4 separate regions of the Mus musculus genome follow, and all the other regions are linked to region 4. The links are chromatin contacts, called in public Hi-C, HiCAR-type and Micro-C maps. All regions are on one chromosome and are shown on one strand. Each heading gives the region's core, a stretch centred on a gene start, on an enhancer-like site or on the middle of the called end of the contact. The rest is flanking DNA. Distances are from core to core; before and after follow the strand shown.

Region 1 (2,701 bases), core at 32-2,531, 8.3 Mb after region 4:
CTTTGCGAGCTGTTGAGCTCCCGTGGACTCCTTAGGTGTTCTTCCTTCCGACTGTGTTCTTGCAGCTGCTTCAGAGTTGCTGCTTCCTCACTTGTATGCCCAAGTTGTGACATGATTGTACATCTTTTAGGACTTGGTGGGGAAACTTAAGGATGCTTCAAAAAGCCTGGAAAGAGCAACTCAGTTGTAATTTGGGGAGGCTGATGACCCCAGGAGCCTAGAGGAAAACCAGACGCGCCTTGTCTCCTGCTGGACCATCGTTCGCGCGAGCTGGATGTCATTTTCAGTGGAAAAAGAGCTAGCACCCTTTTGAAGTGATGCCAACCATCAATTTTGACACTTTTTTTACACATGTGAAATGGTTAAGAGGGAGACTCTTAAGCATCTGGATTTTCAGTATTACTCTTGCGTTCCTTCTATCTTGAGCGTCTTCAAGCCCTATTAAAGTATCGTACCCTGAATAAATACGGTGGTATTCCCACAAGAAGGGCGGCATTCTGTTTGGAGTTTGTGTGTGACTTTGACGACTGAGTGTGCCAAGCACATCTGCCCTGCGTGGGCTCGGACGCCTGCCTTGCCCCAGGTTAAGTGTTTCGGGAAAGGTGTGCGGCCGGGCCGTGCTCGCTGCCCGGCCCGCCCGTTACCTGCGCCCGGCCCGCCCGACCCCGCGAGCGGAGCCAGCCCGGCCGCTGCCCGCGCGCGCCTCTTCCCGGCCGCCAGCGGGCGGGGCGGCCGCTGTTGTTTCCGCGGGCCCGATCCGGCGCAGGTTCGGCAGGGCCGAGCCGGGGCAGCGGCCGGGCGCCCCCGGCGGCGGGCCCCGCGGACGTGTGCGCCAGAAGCAGGAGACATGGTGGGGGGCGGGGCGGCGTGCGGGGCCGAGCGGGCCGCGCCGGGAGAGCGGCGTGTGGCGCTGTGGAGAAATGCCTCCGTCGCGGCCCCGGCGCGCTGCGCGGGGAGGGGAGGGGGCTGGGCGCGCGGCTCGCGGCGCGCTGCGAGGGGAGGGGGCGGCCACGGGCCCGACTACACCGACACTAATTCCCAGGCCGCCCTTAAGGAATGAGGGGAGCACGTGACCCGGCGGGGGGCGGGGGAGGGGGCGGGCGGACTCCGAGCCATTTTGGAGCCGGTGTCAGTTTCCACTCTGCCTTCAGCCGTGCATTTTTTTCCACCCTCCCCTCCCCCTCCTGGTCCTCCCTCCCCTCCCCCGCCACCCGGCCCGCAAGCACACTCGGCGCCCCCCGCCCGCCCGCCAGCCCGCCTCCCCCACGCGAGTCTGAAATCATAATCGTAGTATTAAAGGCAGAGATCGGGAGAGACAATGGGGAGGTTGGCGAGGGAGCCCCGCGCAGGCTTAGCAACACCTCCCGGCCCCGCAGAATAATACGGCTCGGCCCCTCTGCGCGCCCTCCCCCGAGCGCGGCCGGGAGGCGGCGGCTGCGCCGAGGAGGAGGAGAGGCCCCGAGGAGGCGGCGGCGGAGGCCGCGCGGAGGCGGAGGAGGCCGCGCGGGAGGAGGAGGCCGCAGCGCGCGAGCAGGAGGCCGGCGGGGGAGCGGCATGAGCGGAGCGCGGCGGCCGTGGCTGCTCTCGGCCGCGCTCGGTGCCCATTGACAGCGGCGGCGGCGGCTCGCTCCAAGATGGCCGCTTGGCTCGCATTCATTTTATGCTGAACGACTTTTAACTTTCATTGTCTTTTCCGCCCGCTCAGATCGCCTCGCGCCGGCCGCTCTTTCCGGGTACGTAGGAGGCGAGGCGCCGACGGGCCGTGGCCGGGGACTGGTGGGGGTCGGGGCGGCGTGGAGGGGGGGGGGCGGAGGCGCTGACAGCGTGGGCAACCGGCCCGCGCCCCGCGCCCGCGCCCGCGCGCCCGCCGCCTCCCGCGGCGCCGGACGCCCCGCAGCCCGCACCAGCGCCGCCTGACCGCGCTCCAGCCGCTCCGGCCGCCGCCCGCGCCCGGCCGCGCCGCGCCGCCCCACGTTTTAGTTCCCCGCTCCCCCGAGCGCCCCTCGGCACCCTCGCGCCGCACATGGTCCCCGAGAGCGGCACTTGTGTCTCCAGCCTGCGCGGCTCCCGCGGCCGCTGCGCCCTTTGTTGAGAGGTAGACTTTGCTGAAACGGGGACGGGATCCCGAGATCGGGCGCTGCCTGGGTCCAGTGGCTTCCCTCCTCTCCCGAAGAAAGGGCTCTGGAGGTCTTTGAACCTCCAGGGAACGCCCCCATTTTATAGGGATGGGTACTGTGGGGAACAGCGATCCCGACGAGGTGGGTGTTAGGCTGGGGGGAGCCCCGACAAAAATGTTATTAACTTAAGTTGGAGGGACACTTGTGTGAAATTGGATGGCTGGTAAGATGGCGGTTCCCAGTTGTTTCCAAGGTCTTGTGCATTTGTGTTGGAAAGGGTAAAGTTTTCAAGGTGGTATTTGTTGGGAGTCGAGGACAGGGGTTCCATACGTACTTGGGGCGAGCTCTCAAGGAGGTGGGCATTTAAAATTTGAGCTTTGTTTTGGAGTGAAGCCGGTGACTGTACGTTAGCCTTGCTGAGCGCCCTTTCTCTCTCCACTCTCACCCCTCCTTTTTTCTTCTTTTCTCTCGAAGACACTACAACTTTCCCCTTTGCTGTGGGATGAGCTGAGACTTAGGTCCATTGCATTTTATAGATTTTGCTAAATGTCAGAATAGGTCATGAAGTAAGGGGATGGATGCTT
Region 2 (2,894 bases), core at 52-2,551, 8.3 Mb after region 4:
TTTTTGTTTTTTTAAGTCTTCAAAATGCTACAGGGAACTGAAAATAAATTAAGTACACTCCATTAGCAATTTTAATAATTCACTCCGGGTTTCCCTCTATATCTGTACCTGGGAGTCCTGTTGGGGAGAATGTAGAAGACCACTGTGAAACTTACAGAGTTAAGTAAAAGGATGTGTCTCTGACTGCTGACCTGCAGAAGCCAAAGGCTGTCCCAGGGTGTGAAGAGGACTAGACACACTAGTCCCAGCCTTCTAGGACTCCAGGGAATACCAAGGCTTCTTCAGAGAGCTCCTATCAGGAGTTAAAAGTGACTGTAGTAGAAGATTCCAAGTATGAAAACCAGAGATGTGTGTGCGTCCTCTTGGTGATAGCAAAGATTTCCGGTCTGCCACGATTAGGCAGCAGCTGTGGCTAGTTGTCCATTTGACACCTGGTGAAATGGTAGTTTCAGAGAGAGAAATATTTAAAATTGACACCTGTCACTGAAACATTTGGTGCAGAATTTTAAGAGAGGAGCTAGAACTAACGGTAAACTGTAGTGCTTAAATTTGATGAAAAAGAAAGGCTGCGGAGCTCCATTTATGTGAGCTGGTCTTTTCAGATAAAAAGAAATGTCTCTTTTGGAAATGTCACCGAGCAACAAAATAAGGCCCGAATTTAAAAGAAATTATTTTTTAGAAGTCATATTGAAATATAGAGACAGCAAACTTGGTAGTCATTAGAAAAACCTGCAAGATGGATATTTATCATATTATTTTCTTTTCTGCTTTTCCACAGACTCTCTAAGTGTCCTTAATTGTTGTTAATATATCGTAATTCAGTGTATGGACACGATTGCTGTGACTCTCCAGGAATTCGGAAATCAGAAGTGCCAGGTAAGGAAGAGAGGCATTAAGAGCAACACGGAGTAATGTGTTGCCAGTGTTGCTTTGATCCGGGGACACGCCGGGCCAACGCGTCTATCTGCCTGACGCCTGGTCCCCGAGCGCACCCCTTCTCTCCAGCCCCTAGCCCGCTCGCGCTGCAGTCGCGCTGCAGTCGGGAAAACCCTGCCTCGTGGATGGGTCGGCATAGACCAAGTCCTCCCGGGAGACTCTGGCGCCCTGTGCACCGCCTACAGGGAAGTGACAACCGACGGACTGTCTCGAGCAACACTGGAGTCCCAGCTTATCAGGTCGTCCCTCCACCACTCCATCGACCATTGTGATGTCATGCCTGGGACTTAACTGTTGCGACAGGACGGCTGCGTTCCGATTCCGACTGGTTGCCCAGGAGTGTGGGTACACAGAGCAGTCCCGAGGGACGTTGAGGGGTCGCGGCGAGCGGACCCGACACGCGCCGCGGCACCATGAGCCAGCGGCAGGTGCTGCAAGGTAGGAGCCTTGGGAAGGCGCCCCGACGGGTTGGCTCCTAGGGTGGGCTACTCCACTTCGCCTCTCTCTGCAGTGTTCGAGCTGTACCAGAACGCCCGGACCCGGTTTGTGCAGATGGTGGCGGAGCAGGCGACCAAACCCCAGAACATCGAGACACTGCAGAATGCGGGTGAGCCTTCACAGCTCATGGGACCCTGGTCCCACACCTCATCCCGAATCCATCTTCCTCCTTCATCGCCTTGGCCTCATCCTTCATCCCGCACTTCATCCTCACACCACCCAGCGCCCCAGCCTCCCTTGGTCCCCGGTCCTCTTTCTTTCCCAGCTGCCCACATTGTCTTTATGCTCCCTTATTAGCTCAGCTTTTGGGGAGCCGAGGAAGTAGGCTAAAGTGGTGCCAAGTTCCGCCGGACTCCCTCCCCTCCGCGGTATCTTGTGGGTGAGGCAGTGGAGGAGGCCTGGTATTATTTCCATCTTCGTTGCAATCGGCCTGCCATATGAACTGCCAGAAGTCGTTTTCCTGGATGGGAACGTACCCTAACCAGACCTAGTCTATCCCTCTCTTGTCACTCCTAGATCACATTCACTTCCTAGAAGCAAAGAAATCCCAGGCTGATTTCACTGGTCTCCTCTAGGCATTAATGGAGTAAGAGTAGTATGCTTGAAATTTTTTCCAGGACATTCGAAGCAGGCAAAACGGACCTGGTTTTGTGAATCTTACAGGGCATCCTTTTCCCACCCCTTAGTCTGAAAGGAAGGAGGGGAAAGAGGAGAGGTCACAGTTAGTGAAATCCATCTTTGTTCCACCACCACTAGTGAGTGTGTGTGTGTTTCTGAAGAGACAACACTGATGGGGCACCAAACACAGACCACAGAAAGGATTCCATCCAAATCTAGTTTGGAGAACCAATGAGTTTAGCATTACTAACAGGAACCAGTGTAATCTACCATTGACTACACCACTGAAAATACCTTCCCCATCACCTTAGTCACTTAGACATCCTGGAAAAGGTCCGTACTTCATAAGCCTCTGCTCTAAATGTCTTTGTCTGTAGTCACCTTATGATTTGAGGCTGAAAGACAGAGAGGCAGAGGGACACACACACACACACACACACACACACACACACACACACGAAGGGGCCTCCAGCATCGCCCAGAAGACAGCTTTCCACAAAAGCCTCTGACTGAACTGTAAGCTTGATGCCACTTACTAGGTCTTAAGAAAACCTCAGTTTACAGGATGAGATCTAATTTAAAACTAGTTTAAATGAACACATCATTAAAATAAACTAAGAACACATTGCCATGGTCACAGCACCTAGACAGCGCTTACTTCTGGCTTTCTTTGAGGAAACACCTTCTCTTGATCAGATTCTCTGTTTCCTCACTGAATTTTACTGTTTATCCCTTAGGTGTTATCTCTGGTTGTGAAGGGGAGCCATTTATAATAAAGTATGTTTTCAATATTTAAGTAAGTGTAAACATTACATGTAAATTTACAATAATTGTAAATTTGG
Region 3 (3,034 bases), core at 282-2,781, 7.7 Mb after region 4:
CTGCACGCTGGGAGGCTTGCAGAAGCTGGTGCGCCTGAAACGGATGCTCTGCACTGACACTTGGCTGGACCCGGAGCTGGAGTCTGACTCGGTGGAAGAATCCTCCTCCTCCGAGCTGATTTCACTGGAATCCGAGGCCCCGCTGCCCCCCTCTTCCTCCTCCTCCTCTTCCTCCTCCTCCTCTCCTTCCTCCTCCTCTTCCTCTGAGGACACCGAGTTGCTGGAGCTGGACAAACTGGAGCCAAAATCCGAGTCATTGGCTGCATGGTCGGAGTAGGAGCTGGACTCGGAGTCGCTGCTACAACTCTCGGGAAAGCTTCCTAGATGGGGTTGCGGCCGGTGGTGATGAGAGGGGTGGTGACTCGGCGTTGGCTGCTGGGCTCGGTGGTGATGGTGATGATGATGGTGGTGATGGTGATGGTGGTGGTGGGGAGGCGGGCAGAAGCTGTTGACCAGATGAAACCTCTCCAAGCAAGTGGCCCCGGCCGCCGCCGCCGCAGCAGCAGCCGCCGCTGCTGCCGCCGCCGCCGCCTTGGCTTTGTAGGATCTGGGCAGCAGCAGCAGGCGCCGGGCTCCGGCGTGAGGCGGGAGCAGGCAGTTCTTGGCGCCCCCGCGCTTGCGCTTGCAGCGGTAAGTCAGGCTCACTGGGCCTCCCGCGCCGGTCGCCGCCTTGGGCTGAGGCCCGGCAGTCTGGTAGTAGGCGGCGGCGGCGGCGGCAGCAGCAGCGGCGGCGGCGGCGGCGGCGGCTGCAGCCGGGTGCTTGCTGCACAGCAGGCTCCGAAAATAAGCGGGGTCCGAGTGGAAGGCGACGTAGTTTCCCTGGAGCTGGGCAGTTTCATAGTTTAAAGAGGATTTGCAAGGCGAGCGAACGATCTCCGGGTAGTGGGAGCCCGGGTATTTGCTAAAAATCTGAGGTAGATGGGCGGCGGGGCGCGCGGCGGCGGCGCCCGGACGCTGGGACTGCGCGCTGATTGGCAGGGGCCGCGCGGCTCCGCTCAGGCCCCGCCAAAGTTGGTGCTTGTCCTTCCAAAAAGCCGGGCGGGGGCTGGCGGCGGCGGCGCGCTCTGGCGGCGGCGCCTTTGTGGCCAGGGCCCGACCGACTCTCCTTCGCTTGGTCTTGAGCACACGCTCGGTTTTGCAGGATGTGTAGAGCGCTTCTACGTCTTCCCGGGAGATGAGCGTGCATTTGGCCGCGTGGAAGGCGATACTGTTGATTGCTTTGAGTTTCCGCAACTCCTCCAGATCGCAGTGGTGCTTTTTCACTTTCAGATGATCCATGCGCTTGTGCACGGTCGTCCTCGGGATGTTTTTCAGCAGATCTGTGAAGACTTGGGAGAGAGCAAACATTTGCTTCCCTTTAATGATGAGGTAGCCGAGCCTCACGCCATCCACCTCTTCGAAACCTGACTTCAGGTCTCCCATCTCGGGCACTAAATGATCCCCACCATTTGCAGTAAATATATACGTGACGCATACATACACATGTATGTATGTTAATCCTCCGCCAGATGCTGCGTGTGTCTCAAGGCATCCTGCTAATAAAATAACAAAGACTGTTATTCCCGGCGAAGGGAGTGCCAAACTCTAGGCGAATTACTGGGGGGTTGGGGGGGGGGAAGAAAAACCCCAAGAAATTACACTGACTTGATTCTCGCTTTTTTTTTTTTTTTTTTTTTTTTTGGTTTTCGTTTTTTTAAAAAAGAGGGAAAAGACCATCCGGTTTCAGCTCTGCCAGTGTGTTGGTCTGAGTCCTCGATGCGGATCAGTACCTGGGCCCCGCTACTCCTTCCTTCTCCATTGGAGCACTATGATAATGGAATGTGAAGGGAGAAAGAGAAAAGAAATGCAGCTGCTATTCCCGCCGCTGCTTTAGCTACAAATAAAATGACAGAGTGAAGTGAGCTCGTCCGGAGACACCTTCATCAATTAATTCCCCTAAAGCCAACGCTGATTGGACACTCCTGACAGGTGATGCAATAAAAATTGATATTCCACCCCTTCCCCCCAAAATCTCCTACTAATTAGCATACCCTTATACTGCCACCTCCCCTCCCAAAGTAAATAATACAGCCGGTATATAAATCTTTCCATTAAACTATCGGAGCTCAGAAACAGCCTGACTCACAGACTTCATCAGAAGCAGTGTATGTACGAGAGAGAGAGAGAGAGAGAGAGAGAGAGAGAGAGAGAGAGAGAGAGAGAGAGAGAGAGAGAACCGTATATTCCCCTTTAAAGAAATACTGCCTATTTTTGCTTTATTTGCATTTTACCGATACAGCTATTATCGTTTCAAAGGAAAGCATTTAAAAAACATTATCAAGCTCAAATAGATATACCCCACCCTTCTTTTCTTTGGAAAATGAAGCTTAAGGGAAAACGTGCAGAATAGCCTGGTATTTCCCTTCTGGGAGTGGAGGAGACTGGCTGGGAGCTCTAAAGTTAAACCCTGAGGTGACCCAGCCCAGTACAGACTTACGTTGGCAATTTCTCTCGAGTCCCCCCACCCCCCATGCCTTTTACAACCAGAAACAAAGTTATTTGACCAAGAAAGCAGTTCGAGGCTCCACCTCAGGAACATGTAACAATTCAATTGGATTTCGCTTCTTTGCTGAGGAGTGGGGCAGGGGGAAGGTAGTTTCTCGTCAGGCCCATAACAAAGCACAGATAAGCCAGAGATGAGTACACTTTTCACCATTAACTAGCCTGGAGTAGAGGTGAGGTCATTCTAGAGTGCCCAGCACCGGCCTGAGCTGGAAGCTTGTCCACAGGTCCGAATTCCAGGGAGCAGATACTTCCTTCTGCAGCAAAGGGAAGGAAAGGGACGGCTCCCCAAGGTGATCCCAGAAGTTTTACATAAAAACAATGAAAAGAAAGTGCTGCTCTATGGCGCAGCGGACCATTTCAGTGGTTGGTGATGGTTTGACTGGAGGGTTAGAGGACTCTTCCACGGCTCCCATGTTTCCCCTGTGAAAGCCAGACATTTGTCTTAAGAAAAATCACTTTGGATGAAGATCAGTCTGCTTTAACCTCTTCT
Region 4 (3,111 bases), core at 57-2,556:
GAGAAACTTTTCCTCTGTGAACTTTTCTAATTTTTTTCTGTGACATTAGAGAAATGGAAGAGCATATACATATCTTACAGTTAACAAAACTAATTTAATTACTTTTTAACACAGTGGTGAAATGAATGGCTTAGCCAGAATTTAGGAATGCAAGAGCATATATAGTCAGTGCTATCAGAGACTTATTTGAAGGGAGATTTTTCAGAAAGTGTTAATTATTTTTTAGTGAATCACTTAGTACTATTAATCGTGAGACTGAACATGACTTCTCCTGAGTTGGAGTGCATTTTGTCTTTGGAAAGGCAGTCTCTGCTTTCTCTACTTCTTTATTTCTTGGCAGTGGTTACTGTTTTATTGATTTGGAGTGGGTCCCGCATTTGGAGTCACACATCCCTAAAGGGTCTGGTTGTGAAATGAAAGTGGAAATTAGACGGCATTGGAACGGGACGAAGGAGTACCTTTAACTTCGGAGGGAACCTGCTAGCCACTTTTCATTGCCTTTTGGGTGCCCTGGGATAAAAGTGGGAGGTGGGTTAAAAAGAAACAAAAAACAAAACAACAACAGCAGCAGGAGCAACGATCACAAAGAAAAGCCAAAGGACATAAGAAAAGCCATGTGCCAAGAGTGAATTAAAAGTAAAGGATATTGAACTTGGAGACCGTTTGCTGTAGACATCATTGGAGTAATTTGTGTAAACAGTGCGGCCACTACGTGCAGTGACAGCGCAATGTTTTTTATTTCTTAATCATGACAGGTAGATAGATAAATACACAAATGAATGAATGAATGAATGGGTGGGTGGAACTCCGCGCCATTTGCTATAGATCCTTGGGCAGAATTACATAATGTGGGTCTGAATATCAACCATATAGAGATTGCTTAATTACTTTGTCGAATCAGGTAAGATAATCAGGTGTGTGTTTAAAAATTTTGATGGAACAACGTTCAGTGGGCAATCGTAACTTTAAACCAGGAAATAGACCCGCAACCCTTACCGCGTTGGTAGGTTACAACTCAAGCCTCGTGGCTGGTGGACTGATAAAATTCTATTTCCTTCCAAAGGGGAGCTGCCCGGAAGTCCTGGTAGGGAAGCTGGGAGCTAGGTGGGCGGTCTAGGACGCACAAAGGAGTTCTGCTGCCTAAGGCGTCCAACGCAACCACAACCTGAGGCTTTGGAGAGTTGGGTTGGACAACCTAGTGTGAGTTGAGAGCTATTCCGGTCTAAGAGTGCTTTGCGCTTGGTTATTGGGGGGAGGAGGGAGGGAAGGGGGAAGGACAGGACCCTGACCACTCCCCTGGACGGAAGCGCAGGTTGGGTCTTGTGGGTCTAAGCCTCTAAAGGTGACTTTGAGCCTCTTTCCCACCTCTTTCTGAAGGATCAGCTGCGAGTTGAAGGAGTGAGAAGAGGTAAGTTGGGACTTTGAGACCTAAACCTGGACATACACTCTGGAATCCTCGGATTCTTCACCTGAGACCACCTTGGGTTAATAAAAGAAGCAGTTGCGGGTGTAGATGGGATGAATAATGTTCAGGGACGGGATTAATTTATTTTTGAGAAGTTTCTGCCGTCAGGAGTCTCCGACCTTAAGGATGATGAGCTCAAAAAATACATTGGTGTTCCTAAGAGTTGGACACCGGGAAGCTAGCTTCGGGAGTGGCAAACTCCGGCGGGTGATAAAAGTGTGAACCTCAGAGAATACTGATAAGCGAATGACTGGGGCCTTCAGGGTCTTAGATGGCTCTGTACTAAACGGAGGTGTATGGGCAAGGCGAGACGCTTTAGAGCTAAAGAATTCTCTAAAATGTGAAGGAAATATTCTCAGACTGGCAGGGCTCAGTCTTTTGTAACTTCCACCACGCTTTCCGAATCTCTGACTTTCGCCCACCATTCCCTCCCACCCCCCACCCCTGAGGCCCAATAATGGCGAGAGCCATTTCTGCGCTTCTCCCTTCTAGATTCTTCCAGATGACCTAAAGCCTCATAGTTGGTGATGTCTCCCGCGCAAAGTTAGCCTCTGGCCCCGTCACTCTATTGGCGGTTCCTAGCCCTCACCACTCCCTAGGGAACCACGTGTGGGAATTTCGCTGGGATGTTAGGATCAGGGAGGGTGACTAAAAATCTCAGTATGTAGTTGTTTTTTCGGAGAGTGGTGTAAGGGATAGGTGGGCAATAGAAGACTACGGAGTGGAAGATTTTTTTTTTTTTTTGAAGTCGGGGTTGTAAAGGCAAAGACCTTGAGCAATTGTGTCTTCTGTTTCCTAGTCGATAGAACCAGCTCTATATTCGCTCTACTGCTTCCCAGCTTCATAAACGGTGAGTTTTGTCTACCTGGGCATCTCCAGCTTTTCTGTATAGGGGACATTTCGTTTGTGTTCCGTACCACCATTGCGCCCAAGGCCCGGGAAGCTCATTAGCCCTTGCGCCACGCCCGTGAAAAAGTGCGGGTAGACCCCGCAGATCAGATTGGGCGGATCTTCCGCTCCATTCCTATAGATCATGAAGGACCTGGTTTTTCTTGATATGGGCCAGGGAAACCCCACCCTACGGGAACCTGTCCTGGCCAGGTGTCCCACCAGAAGCCCAGCGAGCTTCGTCACTCGCATTCCTGTAGATTGCAGCTGGTAGATCCCCGGCAGTCCAAACTTAACTCCCAGCATTTTTGGGTGTGGTACGGGCCCAAAGAAAACCTCTTCTTCTCTCCCCCAAGAACAGATTTTTTTTTTTTTGAGAGTCTTCATATAAAAGCACAATTAAAGTACAGGGTGGGGTAGACCAGACGGGACCTTCGATTTTGTTTTTAGGGTCCCCCATTCTCCTCACTTCAAAAACTCTTGGACGGGTAAAGCACGAGATTATGCTCTAGGTAGACCAGGGGATTGCAAACCTAGAAAACAAACAACAGCTGAGAAATTGGGGTGTGAGTCCAGTTGTCGGGGCAAATGGGTGTTCGGGTACGCTTGCGGTGTGAACTTTCTACGGATCACTTGTGGAGGGAGTTGAAGGAAAGGAGGGAAGGGAACCGCCCCAGGGGTCCTCGTGGCGAGGTCCGTGCTCACTGGGGGAGGTGTCTACCTATGCCTGGGCGGGGGGAGGGGGGAGAGGCGGGGGG

The links. Hi-C and Micro-C count contacts between places; a contact is called where the count stands out from the background. HiCAR-type assays count read pairs that join an accessible place to other places.
Region 1: a contact with region 4 is called in a Hi-C map of embryonic stem cells, with 12 times the contacts expected there. The contact joins the promoter of Bmi1 here to the promoter of Sfmbt2 in region 4. A contact is called at or near these places in 2 of 39 promoter capture datasets (cranial neural crest and embryonic stem cells), 12 of 484 Hi-C or Micro-C datasets (embryonic stem cells and stem cell-derived epiblast-like cells) and 1 of 115 datasets of contacts at active chromatin or transcription factors (embryonic stem cells).
Region 2: a contact with region 4 is called in a HiCAR-type map of embryonic stem cells, with 9 times the contacts expected there. The contact joins the promoter of Spag6 here to the promoter of Sfmbt2 in region 4. A contact is called at or near these places in 2 of 39 promoter capture datasets (cranial neural crest and embryonic stem cells), 11 of 484 Hi-C or Micro-C datasets (embryonic stem cells and stem cell-derived epiblast-like cells) and 2 of 115 datasets of contacts at active chromatin or transcription factors (both in embryonic stem cells).
Region 3: a contact with region 4 is called in a Micro-C map of embryonic stem cells, with 17 times the contacts expected there. The contact joins the promoter of Skida1 here to the promoter of Sfmbt2 in region 4. A contact is called at or near these places in 1 of 39 promoter capture datasets (embryonic stem cells), 10 of 484 Hi-C or Micro-C datasets (all in embryonic stem cells) and 1 of 115 datasets of contacts at active chromatin or transcription factors (embryonic stem cells).

What each region holds. Positions count from the first base shown.
Region 1 is chr2:18,675,737-18,678,437 of GRCm38.p6, forward strand. Bmi1 (Bmi1 polycomb ring finger oncogene) reads left to right here and starts at 1,282. Exons shown (of 10, transcript NM_007552.4): 1 at 1,282-1,733. Commd3 (COMM domain containing 3) reads left to right here. Exons shown (of 8, transcript NM_147778.4): 8 at 131-495. The coding sequence ends at 190.
Region 2 is chr2:18,697,721-18,700,614 of GRCm38.p6, forward strand. It overlaps Spag6 (sperm associated antigen 6), which reads left to right and starts at 1,302. Exons shown (of 11, transcript NM_001001334.2): 1 at 1,302-1,374; 2 at 1,448-1,543. The coding sequence starts at 1,350.
Region 3 is chr2:18,046,918-18,049,951 of GRCm38.p6, forward strand. Skida1 (SKI/DACH domain containing 1) reads right to left here and starts at 1,532. Exons shown (of 1, transcript NM_028317.3): 1 at 1-1,532. The coding sequence starts at 1,422.
Region 4 is chr2:10,369,145-10,372,255 of GRCm38.p6, forward strand. Sfmbt2 (Scm-like with four mbt domains 2) reads left to right here and starts at 1,307. Exons shown (of 23, transcript NM_001198808.1): 1 at 1,307-1,408.